Regions from separate parts of the Sus scrofa genome. Here region 1 is linked to region 2. Evidence: chromatin contacts called from public HiChIP or PLAC-seq data. All regions are on one chromosome and are shown on one strand. The core of a region is the stretch at or near the end of the contact, and the rest is flanking DNA. Distances in the headings are between cores, read along the strand shown. Region 1 overlaps CARMIL1 (F-actin-uncapping protein LRRC16A). Region 2 overlaps CARMIL1 (F-actin-uncapping protein LRRC16A).

The links. HiChIP or PLAC-seq counts read pairs in DNA pulled down with a chosen protein or histone mark.
Region 1: a contact with region 2 is called in an H3K27ac HiChIP or PLAC-seq map of alveolar macrophages. The contact joins two enhancer-like sites. A contact is called at or near these places in 1 of 47 Hi-C or Micro-C datasets (embryonic fibroblasts) and 1 of 2 datasets of contacts at active chromatin or transcription factors (alveolar macrophages).

Annotation. Positions count from the first base shown.
Region 1 is chr7:20,333,509-20,338,339 of Sscrofa11.1, forward strand. It overlaps CARMIL1 (F-actin-uncapping protein LRRC16A), which reads left to right. Exons shown (of 37, transcript XM_013977486.2): 33 at 280-709. Among named protein-coding and RNA genes, the nearest start is that of SCGN, 54 kb to the right of the region's middle. Within about 2 kb of position 2,958, at least 21 of the 83 cell types and tissues checked have an H3K27ac peak or open chromatin away from gene starts, as enhancers often do. A contact at or near this core is called in alveolar macrophages, where this site is marked.
Region 2 is chr7:20,112,749-20,117,279 of Sscrofa11.1, forward strand. All of the region lies in intron 2 of CARMIL1 (F-actin-uncapping protein LRRC16A), which reads left to right. Among named protein-coding and RNA genes, the nearest start is that of CARMIL1, 79 kb to the left of the region's middle. Within about 2 kb of position 2,448, at least 1 of the 83 cell types and tissues checked has an H3K27ac peak or open chromatin away from gene starts, as enhancers often do. A contact at or near this core is called in alveolar macrophages, where this site is marked.

The DNA.
Region 1 (4,831 bases), core at 1,708-4,207, 220 kb after region 2:
TGCATCCCTCATGGATACTATGTCAGATTCTTAATGCACCAAGCCATGACGGGAACTCCCAGATTCTCATTCTTAATTTGTATTTGCCTCAGTTTCCTCCCCTGTGGAGAGGATGATGCTATTTAATGTACCTTTCTATTTCTGACGTCAGCTTTTAAAAATGCTTCAGAATGGTTGCTGTATAAAGCCTCAGCCTCCCCGTTTCTTTTTTGACGGATGGTTGCTGGAACCTTAGGTACAGTGAATCAACCCAACAGGCTTTGTTCTTTTGCAACACAGGAGATGGTCGGCAAGAGGCTCAGAGTCCCACGAGCTTAGCGAAGGAGGAGACGAGAAGAAAAAGCGGGACTTTCGGAAAAGCGGCTTTCTCAATTTAATCAAACCCCGGTCCAAATGTGACCGGTCCCCAGCAGTCTTGGCGACCGAAGAACTCTCCTCCCCCAAGGCGGGAGTCCGAAGTCCAGCCGTGGACGCCCCCAGGAAGGACACGAAGGCTGCCGAGCACAATGGCAGTGCTGAGCGGGCGGAGGAACTCAAAACACCTGAGTCCCTAGAGGAAGGTCAAGGGGAGGAGGTGGGGAAGGTGGAGCGCAGTGACAGCAAGGGCAGCCCACAGGGAGGACGGAGGTACGGGGTCCAGATGATGGGCAGCGGTCTGCTGGCAGAGATGAAGGCCAAGCAGGAGCGGAGGGCTGCTGGCTCGCAGAAGGTAAGGGGGGAGGAGGAGGAGGAGTGTCTATGTTGACTTTATTGTCTTTGTCTTTTTTTTTTGCCTCCATTCATTTTTTTTTTTTCATGGGCAAAAGAGATACAGAGAAACAGCCTGGAGATTAAAGAGATATCCCAACACACAATGCTTTTCCCCAAAGAGCCCAGAGCATGGAATACGAAGGCATGTTTTCTCTCTGGCCCTGAGGCTGCGATGTCCCGGAGAGCCTCAGCCTCTGGAGGCTGGTCAGTGGCTGAGCGTCCCGCAGGCCTTGTCCCACCTGCTCGGGGGCTCCTGTGCATGTCAGAAACACCCGACACTTGTGCCAGGGACATGCTCCATTCTGGGGAAAGACTGAGTCTGTTGAATCCGAATGGAGACCTGAAGCTGATGGGTGATAGGAAAGCTCCCAGAGGCAAATCAAACGATTGAAACCAGATTCTAATTCTATAAAGGGAGATGTGTTTTTCAGTTCTTTCAGAATTTGTCATTTTCCAAACCTAGAAGTTCCTCAGTAAGTTCCAGATTTAAGTCAAAAAGAAGAGCATTGCACTCTGCTAGAATTAATAGAACCTTTTTTTTTTTTTTCCTTTTAAATGCCTCAACTGTGGCATATGGAAGTTCCCAGGCTAGGGGTCAAATCAGAGCTACAGCTGCCGGCCTACATCACAGCTCACGGCAACACCAGATCCTTAACCCACTGAACGAGGCCAGGAATCGAACCCGCCTCCTCATGGATACTGATCACATTCTTAACCCCCTGAGCCACAACAGGAGCTCTGAGTTAATCAAACACTTGACCATTGAGATATATTATCTATTGCTATGAGGAAAAACTTTATCATTTAAAAATTGTTGAGTGCCCCCCACATCTGATTTAATGCATTATTTTTGAACCTCTTTTTAAAAGTTGTGCATTTTTTTCTTCCCTTTTTATCTGTTTTTTTTTTGTTGTTGTTGTTGTTGTTTTTCTGTAGCTCCTTGAGGATGGTATCCTTATTGTGATCACTAAGATTAACGTAATGAAGCCAGGCTTTGGTTTCTGTGCATTCGCTTGAGCTTTTATGTCTGTAAAACTGGGTTCCTCAATGAAAGGGAAGTTGCACATCGATTTTATCTAAGTGTCAGAATAAAATAGTTCATCCCCCTTGATTTTCGGAAAGTACATGGTAAACTGTATACCGGGACACGGAGGGCTGTTTTATATTACTTCTAAATGACTAATTCTTTTTTTTTTTTTTTTTTTTTTCATGAAATCCTGCATCCCTTTTGATTTGACAGCTATTCACTATAGTTCTTCCACCAGTACCATTTTCCTAGTCTCAGAGCCCTCCTGACTTTAGCTCTCAGGGAAGAGTGGAGGGGGTAAGACTACGTTCTGATAATTCAACAAGGGAGACATGATGTGGCCTTTGCTGGTCAGAATTTTGAATAAATACTGCGACTATGTCATTGATGAGTCAGACGGCCAAAGAAATGTTTATATTTTAATCTGTTTTTAGAGAATTTCTTTACAACCAGGAATGCACTGTTTTCACTAATGAGCTGTTTATTTTATCACTGTTTCCACTGATGCCTTTGGATAGAGAGATGAGCAGTGCCGGAGGGTTTCTTCCACGTGCTTTGGATTTGATAAATAAATTGGCTCATGGTGACAAAATTCTTAGGATTTAAGTTTTATTTGTTCGACTTAAAATCTTTGAGCGCCATCTAGTGTCTATTTAAAACAACGATAATAAAAAATCCTTAGGCTTTAACACTTGAAATCAGTCAAGGGTGTTCCATCAGCACAATAAAATAGTAAGTTTTTCATAAATTCATTTTAGGATACTTCTCCCTAAATTATATGACTGTGTTCTCTATAAACTATCAACATAATACCAGAAGTTAATATACTATTGATAAAAAAAAATTATGTTGTCTTCACTTTCCTCTTCACACTATTCACTTTTACGTAGATGTATTTAAAGAGCTGTAAAAATGAAAGTATGGCACTTATTATTTTATTTCATTTATGTATTTCTTTTTGTCTTTTTAGGGCCGCACTGGCAGCCTGTGGAAGTTTCCAGGCCAGGGGTCAAATCAGAGCCGTAGCTGCCGGCCTACGCCACAGCCACAGCAATGCAGGATCCTTAACCCCCTGAGCGAGGCCAGGGATCAAACCTGCATCCTCATGGATACTAGCCAGCTTCGTTACCACTGAGCCATGACGGGAGCTCCGGCACTTATTATTTATTAACAAAGGAGACTAACTAAAGGTATTGAAAGCTTAGCAGCCACATCTTTTCTTCTGTGGCCCCTATAATGAGGTTATCATATCCTCATTCTGGTTATTGACATTAGGTTATTATATCCTCATTCTGCATAGGCATTTGGGAGATTTATAACTACCTCAGAAAGCCTAGAAGGAAAAAGGGAAGACAACTCCTAGGATTATATTTTAAGTGTAGCCAAGTAAGACACCTACATCATTTAAGGAGGCTCTTACTCTCAGATGCCAGCCCCGTAGCTGCCAGAGCCTGAGAGACAGTTCCTCCTTCAATGCGCCCTGAGTGCCTTGCTTATCTCACCTTCCTTCTAGCTCTGTTTAAATGCTCCACCTTATCTTTTGTGTGTGAGCACAGTTCCGGAGGACTCCACATTCCAAGAAGCCATAAAAGGCGAGGCCAGGCACTGTGCATTTGAGGACTGCTTAGGCACAGCCTCTGGACAGCCTGGGGTCAGGGGCAGTAGCGCCCCCTGCTGGTGTGGGCTGGCTATTCAAGGCTCGTCCCTGGCCCTGCAGACTCTTGTCCAAGGCTCAGAGGGGGCTCCACGTGCAGCCCGTGGCTCGGGGCTTCCTTTCCTTGGGAATCAGTTTTGCATAATGGTGGCAGAGAATTGCCCACTCTTGGTGTAGCACTCGTGTACACATTTCTTCTGAGACCCGTTCTGCACCCTCCACTGGTGAAAGTGGAACATGTGTACACTTGCTGAGAAATGCCCCTGCATTCCTGCTGTGTTCACTGCTCCCCTCTGACACTGCCGTGCTCCTGGCGGGGGTGTGGCTGTGGCAGATTGTGAATGTGTCAGAGCTCAGCTGTGTTTCAAATAATCTCTCCTCTTTCATCCAAAACAACTTAAAGCTTGGACCTGGCAGCCACTATTTGCTTTTAGGTTTGTCAGAAGCGCAGGTTGAGCTGGGAAGGAGAGGTTGGAGGGCCGACTCTCAGGAGTCGTTGTGCCTCCTGGTCTACTCACCCACTTCAACTTTTGTTTTTTTAGATGGGAGGTAGATGTAGATCATCTTTGCCAATAGAACTATTAGGTATCATTAAGCCAACACCAGACTTATCTTTTTTGTATCTAAATGCTCCTTCTTTTTTTGTTTTAAAAAGGGCCATGGGTGCAACATATGGAAGGTCCCAGGCTGGGGGTCGAATCAGAGCTACAGCTGCTGGCCCACACCACAGCAATGCAGGATCTGAGCTGTGTCTGTGACCTACACCACAGCTCATGGCAACGCCAGATCCTTATTGACCCACTGAGTGGGGCCAGGGATCAAACCTGCATCCTTATGAATGCTAGTCGGGTTCATAACCCGCCGAGCTACAATGGGAACTCCTAAATGCCTCATTCTTATGTGGGCTTTCTGCTCCATAAAGCAGGGGCTGACTCCCCCACTTCATCAGCCACAGCTCCTGCCCTAAGACAGTGGCGTCTCATCTTCCTCGTCTTTGCCGTCACAAACCCATCCCACCCTCAGATTTTTGAAAAATGAATTCAGAGCAGTTTATCTATATTTGTCTTCTAAACAGGAGATCTGCGTCTTGTGCCTTCTGCTTCAGTGGCAAGGAAGTCCCTGCCCATTTCAGGCCCCCGTCTACCTGGTTTGTACCTTGAGGTCAGAAAGGTTTCCACTGCTTTTAGATCAGTGGAGCCCAACCTGGAGCAGGTCCTGGAAGCTTAGGGCATCAGTGCCCCCATCACATGGAGCATCAGGGGCTGCAGCGCCCACATGGGTGTTCAAAGAGGAGAACAGGAGGCGTCACCACGCCCACTGGCTTCTCCTGGTTCCGCCCCTCCCATCTGTGGGGAGCAGCCTGAGGAACTGGCTGCACTTTGGACCCAGAGCCCTGACTG
Region 2 (4,531 bases), core at 1,198-3,697:
TTTTTTTTTTTTTTTAAGAGCAAAAGCACTTCTTTTTTAAATGAAAAAAGTTTACCTTGCTTTTGAACCTGGCTTTATTTTATTTTGGTGTTTTTTTTTTTTTTTTTTCTTAAAGGGCTGTACCTATACCTGCAGCATATGGAAGTTCCCAGGCTAGGGTTGAATTGGAGCTACAGATGCTGGCCTATGCCACAGCCTCACAGCCAGCAACATCGGATCCCTAACCCACTGAGCAAGGCCAGGGATTGAACCCGCGTCCTCATGGATACTTGTTGGGTCTTTAACCCACTGAGCCACAACAGGAACTCTAGTTTATTTTTTTAAATGAGAGTTGCAGTGTTTATTTCATTTTTTCTCTCTCTCTCTTTTTGCTTTTTTGCTGCACCCACAAGCCTGTGGAGTTCCCAGGCCAGGGATTGAACCTGCCCCACAATAGTGACCAGAGCCACAATGGTGAAGACACAGGGGCCTTAACCCGCTAGACCATCAGAGAACTCCCCGAACCTGGCTTTATTAACCCTGATGAACTTAGGCAGGTTAAGGGTGAAAGGGAGCATTTGGGCTGCAGTCAGGGCTGTCACTGTGCAGGTGCATCAGTGTCCAAATGGGGACCTCCAGATTAGATGACAGGCCGCTCGAGGGGCAGGGGGAGCAGGGTGCCACAGAGCAGTCACTGTTCATTGTCCACCCACTTACGTGATTTTAAAAACTGTGCGGCATTTAAACTTGTATTAACAGGACATTGGATTAGGGACAGAGGGCCTCGGCTTTCCCTCTTTCCATCAGTGCTAAAAGGAGTTTAGGCAATTCACTCCTCCCTGCATTCATGAATGGGGGATGGAAAGAGACAACCTTTTTCCCGTTGAAACTGGGAAAAGAACATCTTACAGTGAGGGGTGAGAATATAAATGATGCCTGGGATTAGCAGAGGCAAATTATTAGTGTAGGATGGATAAAAAGCAAGGTCCTACTATATATAGCACAGGGCACTGTATTCAGTATCCTGTGGTAAACCATAATGAAAAAGTATGAAAAGAATATGTATGTATATGTATAACTGAGTTGCTTTGCTGTACAGCAGAAATTAATAGAACAGTATAAATAGGCTATACTTCAATAAAATTAAAAAACACAAGATACCTAAGCTCCTTGTAAGAATATTTCCATTGACCATTAGGGGGCTTCAATTATTCAGCAGGCAGACTTAGACATTTTCTGTTGACTATTTTATCGCCCATTCATTTAGTCTGGGGGTGGGGGTCCTGAGTTCTGGATGCACACTGGGGTCTCTGCTAAACCAGAGGTACTTTTAAAAATTGTTTTGTCAATTTCAGCTTATCGATTGGAAAATATTTTTTCAACAAAATACTTATTTTTATTTTTTTATTTTTTTGCCATTATATTTTCTGGGCCAACAAGAAGAGAAGGCTGAGACAGCTGAGGCAAAAGCTATAGTCACGAGGGGAGGTGTGTCCTGTGATGCTGCAGGGGACCCTGAGAAGGCAGAGTGGAGGCCAGATTGACACCTGTCAGTTCCCATCTTTAGGCAGAAGATGTGTGTAATTGAGCTAATTTTGAAGTGTGTGTTCCTCAAGTGCTTGGTGTATTTTTTAAAAAAGCCCTCATATTTCTTATGCATGATTCTGATGAATTTCATCCATTTGAAATGATTCTGATTAATTCCTTTTAACTTTCCAATTGGTTTATGGTTCTTCCAGTTGAGTATGGCTTATTTCTAGAAATGGTAATGTGTAGTTGTAAGGCAGTGTCTTGGGCCTTGAGGGACCCATGAATTAAGTGAAGCTCAGTTTTGATACCTTTGACCCCCCCCCTTTTTCATTTTCTCTTTGCCCCTCCCTAGGATTCAAGGTCTTTACCTTTCTCCTGCCCTCATCCAAGCCTGACCTCAGCAAACTCTGACATTTGAAATACATTGAAGCTGAAGTCGCCTTCATGAAGTGACAAATTTAACTTGTTCCCTCTCCCAGGAATAACTGCAGTTAACATTTTTTCCTTATTTTAGGTGTGAAAGGCCCTATATCCTCCTGATGAAATTTCAGGACCTATAGTTTTGAGTCCGGATTTTTTTAGTTGTGACCTTATTCCTTATAATCATACCACATTGTAAATTGCTTATTTATTTATTTGCCTTTTAGGGCCGCATCTGAGGCACATGGAGGTTCCCAGGCTAGGGGTCTAATCAGAACTGTAGCTGCTGGCCTACACCACAGCCACAGCAACGCAGGACACGAGCTATGTCTGCAACCTATACCATAGCTCACAGCAACGCCGGATCCTAAACCCACTGAGTGAGGCCAGGGATCGAACCTGCAACCTCAGGGTTACTAGTTGGATTCGTTTCTGCTGCACCACAATGGGAACTCTAGTAAATGTCTGTTTTAGTTGTGGGTGGCTGCCACGCAGGAGACACGTTTCTGAGGAACTTTCAGAAAGTAGCACTTTTGTTTTCTCAGCTAAGTGAGCGAGTTTAAAAAACAGGAAATGCTGGGAGTTCCCATAGCTGCGTGGTAGTGAACCCGATTAGTATCCATGAGGACGCCGGTTCAATCCGTGGCCTCACTCAGTGGGTTAAGGATCCAGTGTTGCCATGAGCTGTGGTGTAGGTTGCAGATGAGGCTTGGATCCCGAGTTGCTGTGGCTGTGGTGTAGGCTGGCAGCTGCAGTTCCAATTTGACCCCTAGCCTGGGAACATGCATATGCTGTGGGTGCAGCCATAAAAAACAAGACAAAACAAAACTGAAAACCAACCAAAAAACCACAACAGGAAATGCTACTTCTCCTATGCCCAGAGTTGTCATCCTAGAAATTATAACTGCACCGAATATAATTCAGCAAACAGTAATTGACGGCCAGTTGCATGCAGTTAAAACTACTCCACTAGCTATAGAAAAACATCCACTTCTCTTCTTTTTTATTTTTTGCTTTTAGGGCTACTCCTGCAACATATGGAAGTTCCCAGGCTAGGGGTGGAATCAGAGCTATAGCTGCCCGCCTACCCCACAGCCACAGCAATGTAGGATCCGAGCAGCGTCTGCAACCTACACCACAGCTCACGGCACTATTGGATCTTTAACCCACTGAACGAGACCAGGGATGGAACCCACATCCTCATGGATACTCGGATTCATTTCTGCTGCGCCACAATGGGAACTCCCATTTCTCTTCTAAAGTACATAATGGGGGAAGAAATCGGGTCGATGCAGAATAACTTTTAAAATTCTAGACCGTGGGAATATTCCTCAGGATGGCAGAAAGTATAATAGAATGATTTCGTGAACAAGTCAATTTGAGAAATAGAGGTTAAATGAAGTTGGGTAGGGATTTTGTCACCCCACTGGAGCTCCTAGAAGGGGACAGTGTATGAAGTATTTCCCAAATTTACTGGACCAAGGATTTAAATTTCGTGTTATTGTTATTGTTATTATTACAGCCTTATTATTACTTCGGGGGGACTGGTGTTCTTTGGAGAACAGTTTGGAAAATGCTGCTCTAGACCATGAAAATATTCTCTCTCTCTCTTTTTAAAGAGCTCTTTTACATTAGTGTGTATGTTATTATTATTCAGAGACAGAATATATATTCTTTAAATAGTGCGATAATGGATTCCTATCCCAGTTTCTCCATTGGTTATATAAAGAGCATATGAATTTTACCTGGGTATTAGTGGGGTGTTGGAGGGTGGGGCGTCCAAAGATGATGGTGGCAGTGACCTCCCTGGTATGACCCCTCCCACAGTGTGCTCGCTTAAGGACGGTGCTCAGTGTTCCTTCTAGAATGCAAAGCAAGAGGTAGGCATTTGCTGTTCTGGTTTATAGGTGACAGATAACTTGCCCAATATACCACTTAGGGAGTGCTCATAACATGCTAGCCACTTCTTTTTTTTTTTTTTTTTGTCTTTTTAGGGCCGTGCCCACAGTCTCTGGAGATTCCCAGCTAGGGTTTGAATTGGAGCTGTAGCTGCTGGCCTACACCACAGCCACAGCAATGCCCCATCTGAGCCATGTCTGTGACCCACACCACAGCTCATGGCAATGCCGGATCCTTAACCCACTGAGTGAGGCCAGGAATTGAACCTGCGTCCTCATGGATACTAGTCAGATTCATTTCTGCTGAGCCACAATGGGAACTCCACTGGCCAACTAGCCTTCTTTTTTAAAGTGATGAGTTTTAAAAAACAAAAAACACTTATGTGAGATAATTATGGATTCATATGTAGTTGTAAGAAAGAAAAGAGAACTTGAATACCTTTCCTCCATTTCCTCCACTGATAACATGTTGCAAAACAATGTTACAGGTTCACCATGAAGCCATGAACATTGATAAATTACCAACCTTATTTAGACTTCATAAGTTTTGTATGCGTTCATTTGTGTGTGTGTTTCGTTCTCGGCAGTTCTGTCACATGTGACAATTCACGTGACCACCACAGTCAGGAGAGCAGACAGCTCCTTTATAAGGATCCCTCGTGGTACGCTTTTCCAATCCTAGCCAACTCTCTCTCTGTCCCCTG